Regions from separate parts of the Rattus norvegicus genome. Here region 2 is linked to region 1. Evidence: chromatin contacts called from public Hi-C data. All regions are on one chromosome and are shown on one strand. Each heading gives the region's core, a stretch centred on a gene start, on an enhancer-like site or on the middle of the called end of the contact. The rest is flanking DNA. Distances are from core to core; before and after follow the strand shown.

Region 1 (4,443 bases), core at 411-2,910:
CAGGGTTTTTGTTTTTCTTTCTTTCATATTATTTTAGTTTTCTTCTTCTCCTGTTTCCCCATTTTGAAAATGTTCACATTAAAACCTTGTGGAGGTGCTCCGTTGCGGGGTGAGTATGTGTTTGGTAAACTCGTACCTCAGGCCTATGGTATGCATTCTGTTTGGGTCAAAGGTTCTCCACAGAGCAGTTAATGTCAGACTCGATGGTAAATCTCTCTGATTTGAGGCAGCCCCTAAGTCATATTCACCAGCAGGACTTTGCTACCCTACAGTTTTCCTTCCTCTCCCCTAATTCCTACATTTAAAAGGATAGTTTTTTCTTGCTCACTGGAGCTCCAGGCCATCCAGGCTGGCAGTTTAGGGTCCCATCTTGCAAATCAGACACACAATTAAGGTGTATACCATCTAACATCAGAACAAACCCACCCAGTAGAGCAGTCTGGTGAGCTATGACTGCCCCAGCTCAGCAGAAAGCACTTAATGCTGTTTTCATTCTGTCCTCCTAACTCTGTGAGCTGTAGTCGAGTCCTCTTGAGACTCACAGGTAGTGTGCTTTATAACGGAGATGTAGACCCAGGAATCTGACCTTGACCTCACAGTGCCACTGGTCAGGCTGTAGCCTGCCACACGTAGGGCATCTTGGCCTTAGACAGTCATGTTGAAGGATGTGGAAACATCACAAAACAACCTGGGGGGACGGGAGAGAAGTGCAAACAGGGGTCTTGCTAGTTTCTAACTGACGTCTGTATATTTCAAGCCTGTGCCTTCTTCCCCTGGGTTCATATTTATTTAATTCCGAATGATATTTTGACTAAAGAAAGAACTTCTACTAAAACACAAAAGAAACACAAGGCCAGGGTAATAAAATCTAAATGGTGTAGAAAGTTCTAGAATAAGACTGTTTTCCTACCTTGCTCCCTATTCTTGATCTCTCTCTCTCTCTCTCTCTCTCTCTCTCTCTCTCTCTCTCTCTCTCTCTCTCTCTCTCTCCCCCTCCTTCCCTCCCTCCTAAGGTGACCACTGCTAAATCCTTAGATATCTTTCCAGAAAACATTTCCTGCCTTGCTTCCCAATTCTTGATCTCTCTCCCCAAAGGTTAAAATCCTTAGAAATCATTCCAGAAAATGCCTGTGGTTACAACCCATCCTGTAAGCCTCCATGGGTGAGTACTGACTCCCAGGGACAAGCCACAGAGGCTTCGATGTGCCACTAGCTTTGGGCCATTCTCGTCATTCAGAACTGTGGTCTCCTGAGATTTCCCGATTAGTGTCCCCTCCTCACTGTCTTAGCACACAGTGGCCCCTAACACTTAAGCTTGGAACTTTAGGGTCCAGGGATGCAGAACAAGTTGACAGCCCTATAAAGAACATCCTGGCTGCTCACAGCCTCTGCTGGCTCTTGGCTCTCAGGCAGGAGCCTGGGTTGTCTCATTACTGGGTTGACTTTTACTAGTTTGGCTGTAGCCTCTTGCCTCTGACCCTCCGGTGTGGATTTTTACTATATTTCTACCAGGTGATGATGTTCGCCCATTTGTAAGGAAGGACTTCCAGAAAGATCTTAAATTTAAAAAAAAATTACATGCCTTTTGCAAGCATAACTTATGACCCTGATTCAGAATGAGTCAGGCGGGTGTCTCCGGGGAAGCACTATGGACCAGTCCCATTCCAGAATCTTCTGAGTCCCTTCTCTGTGGATGAAGCTCACAGTGCTTTTGTGGGCAGTAGAAAGTGGACATCTCGATGTTGTCAGGAGGCTCCTGGTTTCTGACGCAGCCTGCTCATCACAGCTAGGCTGGACACCATGTAGACAGTGGAAAGGGCTTGGGAGTCATCTTTTGTTTTGCTGGAGTGGAGCTCCTGTTCTGGACCACGGGAGTAGGGAACAGAGGGAGTGGCTTCTAGAGGCACTCACACGTTTCCTGGCCCGTCTTCCCTTGCTTGCTTCTGGATTTTCCATAGAGATTGGGATCCTTGAGTGCATGGCTCTCTAATGCAAAATTATCAGGTTCCTTCCCTTTTTTTTTTTCCAAAAAAAAAAGCATCAATTTTTGTTGTGGCAAAATGAGTAAATGTCCTGTCCCATAGTAGAATTTGAATATAGCTTCTCCTTGAGGGTTGGTGAGATGGTTCAATGGGCAAAGACCAAGCCCCGTAGTCTGTGTTCAATCCTCAGAACCTACGTGGTAGAAAAAGAGAACAGATCCTCAGAAGTTGTCCTTTGATATGCATACAAACACATGCACACAGATACATATTTTTCATTTAAGAAGAAAATCATCTTTCCCCTTCCCAAAAGATACTTAGAGGGTTCAGACATATCCCTGTGTCTATTTTAAATGATAATATTTCATATCAAAATTTACTTATTAATCTTAAAATTTCTTTGTGGGGTTTTTTTTTTTTTGAGGGGGATAGGGTCCCTGGGATTGAACTCACTAGGTAGCCAAGAATAACCTTGTACATCACTGACTTTAATACTGCAAACACTTTTCCTCAATTCCATTAAGGGTAGTTGGGTTTACAAAGAGCAGAAGGGCTGGCCAATGGGACAGTCCTTGGGTTCCTCGGATTCTTATCTAGGATCACCTGTGAAAGTTCCTTTGGCTTCATCTTTGCTAGCTGGATTGAGAAGGAGTTTGTATACTCAACGGGGGATTGTCATCCGTGAGGGAGCTGGAAGCGAGGGGGCCCTGGTGTGCTGCCTGGGTGGCTCTTGTCTAACCTCACACTCCTTGTGTCCTGGACCAAAGCCTCAGTTGTGGTCTGAGGTGAAAACACTATCCAGTAGCCAACAATCACACCAAGATTGTGTGGCCATACACAGGCACGGCCTTCGTGTGGGCTCTGCGTGTATTTTCTTTCTTAGAAACCAGCTAAGGAGAGGCAGACACTGGGTCTGACATAGACTAATATACATCAAGGTAAATGAGAAAACTTGGTGAAGCCTTGTGTGGTCGGGCGTTGGGAGAGGATCCTTCCTGTGTGGTTCTGAGTCAAAGTGTCTTTTCCTCAACCCTTGGTCTCATGCATTCATTGCCCTGCTTTCTGAAGCTTCAGTGACAAGAGCCAGCCTGTTCTCACTAAATGGGCTGGGCATCATCAAGGTTCAGAAGGACTCCTGGAGGAGATGGAGAATAACCTCCCAATGACTACGACTCAGTTTTCCTTGAATGAGAAAGCTTTGAGTTAGCAGGATGCCTTTCCCTGTGTCTTAGTTAGGGTTTTATTGCTGTGAAGAGTTATCACGACCTATGCAACTCTTATCAAGGCAAACGTTTAACCGGGGCTGGCTTACAGTTTCAGAGGTTTAGTTCCTTATCATCATGGCGGGAAACATGGCCGCTTCCAGGCAGACATGGTGGTGGAGAAGGAACTGAGAGTTCTGCATCTTGATCCACAGGCAGCAGAAGGGGATTGTGTGCTACACTGGATGGAGTTTGAGTAAAGGAAGCCTGAAAGCCCACCCCCCACAGGGATAAACTTCCTCCAACAAGGCCAAGTGTCCCCTAACAAGGCCACACCTCCTGATAGTGCCCCTCCCTATGGGCCAAGTATTCGAACCACCACACCATGCGTACCCTACAGCGCTTTCCTTGAGAAAGAGATCTTTCTTGGCATTTTTAAGCAACAACAGTGTGGAGGGACTCACTTGTTAAATGTTTGTGAATCCCTAACCTGCTGATTTGATTCTGGATGTGTTTTTATTTTATGGTGCTGAAAATTGAATGTGGGGGTTTCACACATGCTTGTCCAGCACCCTGTAATTGAGCCCAGCCTTTGAGTTAGCATATCGCAGGATCTCTCAGAAGTACAGCCTTGATCCACAGGCTGAGCAGGACTAAGAGGATCTTGGTTATCCAGGGTTCTGAACAAGGAAAAGTAAAAAAACAAACTCTAATGCAGTCAGTAGGGTCTGTCTGCTTATTCTTAAGTGGCTGTCTTAAAAAAAAATTAGGGGGCTGGAGAGATGGCTTCTCGGCTAAGAGCACTGGCTCTTCTGGAGGACCTGGCTTCAGTTCTCAGCACCCACATGGCAGCTCACAACTGTCCACAACTCCAGTTCCAGGGGTCCGACACCCTCACACAGACATATGTGCAGGCCAAAGACTAACACACGTAAAATTAAAAAAGAAACCCCTAGCTTTTAAAAAGTTAAGAAGAAGAAATACTATGGTTAAACTCCTGGAAACACTTTTATTTGGAAACCTGACCTACAGATCCTGTCACTTTTCATTTTGGCTCATGTGGGGTTTTTTGTTTGTTTGTTTATTGTTGATGTTTTGTTTGTTTCATTTTGTTTTTTGATCATGGCCCCCCCAGTCCCCACCGCCGTTCCTTCCCCTTTCTTTGCAAGAACTCATGCTCTGGCTGGGTCCCAGCTCACTTCCCGTCTCCTCAGGTAGAGCCAACATTACATCTGCTTCTTTGCATTTTGAATACAGGT
Region 2 (3,864 bases), core at 93-2,592, 78 kb before region 1:
TTGTGGGTGTGGAGATCAGACACAGGGCCTTGTACGTCAAGGCAAGCCATCTACCACTGCACTACATCTCCAATGCCTCTCTAGACTCTTGGATTTCTTCCCATTCATTCATTCATTCATTCATTCATTCATTCATTCATTCATTCATTCTCATTTTATTTGATGAGTTATGGACGTTTGCCTGCATGTCCATCTGCACACTGTGCATGCAGTATCCCCAGAAGCCAGTAGAGGGTGTCGGGGCCCCTGGAACTGGAGTAAAAGGTGGTTGTGAGCCAGCATGTGGATGCTGGGAATTGAGCCGGTCTCTGGTAGTACTCTTAACCACTGAGCCATTTCTCCAGCCTCACTTTCTTTTAAATATTTATTTTTATTTATTTATTTATTTTTTGGTTCTTTTTTTCGGAGCTGGGGTATTTTTATTTTTAAACTATGTGACTGTATCTTTGTGTTCACCAGTGCAGCTTCCTAAGGAGACCAGAGGTTTTGGATGCCTCTGCAGCCGGAGTTACAGGCCATTGTGAGTGCCTGATAGTATGCCAGCCATTGGTTTCTGGCCCTCTGGAAGGCAGGAAGCACTCTAAACTTCTGAATCATCTCTCCAGCCCTCCTTTGGATTTCTTTATGTTAATCTCGTTATGTTTGTGTTTAATTGATACTATTAAACAAGATGTTTTCTGTTTTTGGCTTTTTCGAAGACAGCCACATTTAAGGGCTCAACCAGCAGCCAGTTGTGTTAACCTCTCGGATCTTCAGTTTTCTTGTCAGAATCTGGCTATGTTACTCTGTGGGCAGATGTGCGGACTAAGTACAATTACCTATTCACTTGGTCCTTTCCCAAACACACGCCCCCTTCTATTGTTCAGAAGAACAAGATAATGCAACACCTTCCACGAACATTAGCTGCTTCTACCCTCGAAGCTTCAGTGACGCGAAATGTCTGGCCCTAGTACGCTGCAGACCTATTCTAAGGTGTCTGAAGTTGCACAGCATTCTGCCATTTGTTTCCTAACTTGACATAAAACAACTTAACTTATTCTCTCTGCACCGAAGCTGGCTGGCTACGAGGGGACAGAGGCGTACAGGGCGGTTCACTAGCCGGGTTCCGAGAGGTCATCTGTGCACCCCTGCGGGCAGCGCGGCGGGGCCCCTCGCCTGCCTGGCGGGTGTCTCTTTGCGGCTGCTAGGCGTCGGGAGCCGCGCGGGGCTCGGGACTGCCCCAGCGCGCAGCGCTGATTGGCAGAGCGGGCGCCGCCGTCCAGGAAACGGCTCGGGTTTCAGCGGGGGGCGTGACCCGCCCGAGGAGGCTGCGGCGGCGGCGCGGGCGGCGCGGGGAGAGCGCCGGGAGAGGCGAGCGGCGGCGGCGGGCGCAGAGCGGGCGCACGGACGATCGAGCGCGCGGCTGCCAGAGCTCCGGTGCTGAGGCTGCCTGTGTGTCCCTGGCCCGGCGTGGCGACTGCTCTCCGGGCTGGCGGGGGCCGGGCGTGAGCCCCCGGGCCTCAGCGTTCCTGAGCGCTGCGAGTGTTCACCACTCGCCAGCAAAGTTTGGAGTAGGCAACGCCAAGCCCCAGTTCTTTCTTCTGCTGCTGCCCAGATCCGAGGGCAGCTCCGGCGTCATGTCCGCGCTGTTCTGCGATCCCCAGCGCGCGTGAAGCCTCGGAACCTTGGCGCCCGCTTCCACCCAAGGGATCATTCTCTTTTTGGAGTTTTCCTCCGAGCTCATCGCCTGCTCCATCCCGACCCACTCAGGGCTTCGACGCCAACACCGAGCGCAGAGGAGCGCTGCCATTCAAGGTAATCGTCGTACCGAACGCCTTCCGGAGCTTCGCCAGCCGGGAAAGTGGGTTCAGTGGGAGGATGCGAGGCGCAGGATCCCGGGGAGGAGGGCGCGGGTAAAACGATTTGGGGGCGCGCCCTGTCAGTCTCTGGCTGTATTGGTGATGGAGGAGTGGATGAATGCGGATGGCTGGCTTTTGGGGGGGGGTTCTTTCAGCACCTCCATCCAAATGCTGACATCTGTCTCTGCCGCCGGCACCCCTTTCCTGTCAGACTCCGGCGGGCACAGTCCTGCCTACTGGGCGCGTTCCTTTGAGCTCAGAGCCGGCGCGCCGTGGGGCCGCCTGCCAGTGGCACAGCCCATAGGCGGAGGTTCGGGAAGGGCATCTTTGGGGTGCCTGGTTCTTGGATTCTGGAAGCTCCAGCCTGGTACTACACAGACCCTTGGGAGAGGTTCTTTCTTGGGAAGAAACTGCTGGAGTGTGTCAGGCAACATCCCCAAAGGGATGGAGATGCCCGGATGACACCTTTGGGGAGGCAATGGCTTTGGTTCGGGATTCCGGTGCTGGCGGTCCCTCTCTGGTCACAGCGGTTGGCGCAGGAGGGATCGCCGCGCGCCTGGGGCTAGGGGGCGAACTGGACCGACTTTTCCTAGTTCTTCTAGCAGCTCCTACCGCAGCCGCGCCGAGATGTTGAAAGCACAGGCGAGTTCTAACTTGCGCGCTCATTCTTTCAGCGCGGGGGAATCGGCAGAGGGCCCTGCGTGGCGCTGTCTTCCACCGTCGCGGCCAGGGGGCAGGCGCGGGAGGCCAGCTTCAGCTCCGCGCCCCTGCAAACTTCCCAAGACCTTCCTTCCTCAATCCCCCCCACGTCTCCCCCCCCCCCCCAGTTCAATAAAACCTACCCTTAGAAGCAGACTTGCTTTCAAACTCTGGGCACCCATTATGTGTTTGGTGTGAAACGCTATCAACATTTAAAACTCTATTGTCCTTAGCGTCCCAAATCCCTGTAAATCTTCTACCAGCCTGGACTCATTTTCATCTGAAAAGCCTGTTTAGTTTGAATAGAAAAGCAATCAGGCGCCCCTCTCCCTCTCGTTGGAATGTCAATTAAAATGCAGATTTCTCAGAGCTCTTTAGCGCCCCAAGAAGAGGGACAAAACAGGATATTCCAGGCTGACAAATGAAAGAAACGCTACAATGAAATAGGGTGGCGATGTGCACCCCAAGCTGCTCGGAGTACGGCAGTTTATATTTTTGGGATTTCATTGTGTTTAGGACCCCCCTCCTCGCCTCCTCGAACCCATGACAGCTCCCTTCCTTAATTCATCCGGGATCGAGAAGTAAAGGAGCCTTGAGTCAGGTTAGGGGGCCTACATATAGTATTAACCTGGGAGTGTTGACTTCTCCCATGAGAAATCCACTTGGGAACAAAATGTCAATTGCACAGTCCACTGAGGTATCCTGGAACTACCCTTTAAGGTAGCAACACACCCCTCCTTGCCCCCCCCCAACTCCCTCCAGGCTGGCCTTAAATTAACCTTGCGAGATGGGGAAGAGTGTGTGTAAACGTGTACAACACTGCGCAAGCTCGCCAGCCCTTTCTGCTGGTCACTTTGCCTGTCTTTGGAGGCAGACGTGTGTGGAGATGACCCCAAGGGGCGGGTGGCCGTGAAGAACCATCCGTCAGAGCGAGGGTGAGGACTCCTCCCTCTAGGCTGAGAAGAGAGTCCCCTTTCAGGGGGAAAAAATAAACACGCTGGGGCTTTCTCTGGGGCTCAGCCTCCAGGAAGGATTATGGTATTGAAGGCAGGAAGCTGGGATTGTGGCCGCCAGCAGCATGCTGGGCCTGTGTTCCCAACACGGAGCCTTGGGACCTAATTATCCTGCCTAGGAGGTCGCTCAGCACTTTTGTCCACTCCGGTGAGGAGCTGCGCAGACCTGCTGCCTTCACTTCTCGCCTTACAGAGGTTTGAGGAGGGGGCTGCCGTGGGACTGGGCCTTCGAAGAACCAACGTTCAAATTGAGTCAGCCTGGGGCACTGGCCATCTTCCACATTCCGCTGGAACTGAGGCACTCCTGGGTAGTG

Evidence for each region. Hi-C and Micro-C count contacts between places; a contact is called where the count stands out from the background.
Region 2: a Hi-C map of the A7r5 cell line shows a contact between it and region 1, with 2.3 times the contacts expected there. The contact joins the promoter of Fgfr2 here to the enhancer-like site in region 1. A contact is called at or near these places in 4 of 12 Hi-C or Micro-C datasets (the A7r5 cell line, hepatocytes and liver).

What each region holds. Positions count from the first base shown.
Region 1 is chr1:194,199,723-194,204,165 of GRCr8, reverse strand. Fgfr2 (fibroblast growth factor receptor 2) reads left to right here. Exons shown (of 18, transcript NM_001109892.1): 10 at 4,442-4,443. Among named protein-coding and RNA genes, the nearest start is that of Fgfr2, 79 kb to the left of the region's middle. Within about 2 kb of position 1,660, at least 3 of the 93 cell types and tissues checked have an H3K27ac peak or open chromatin away from gene starts, as enhancers often do. A contact at or near this core is called in the A7r5 cell line, where this site is marked.
Region 2 is chr1:194,278,392-194,282,255 of GRCr8, reverse strand. Fgfr2 (fibroblast growth factor receptor 2) reads left to right here and starts at 1,342. Exons shown (of 18, transcript NM_001109892.1): 1 at 1,342-1,794.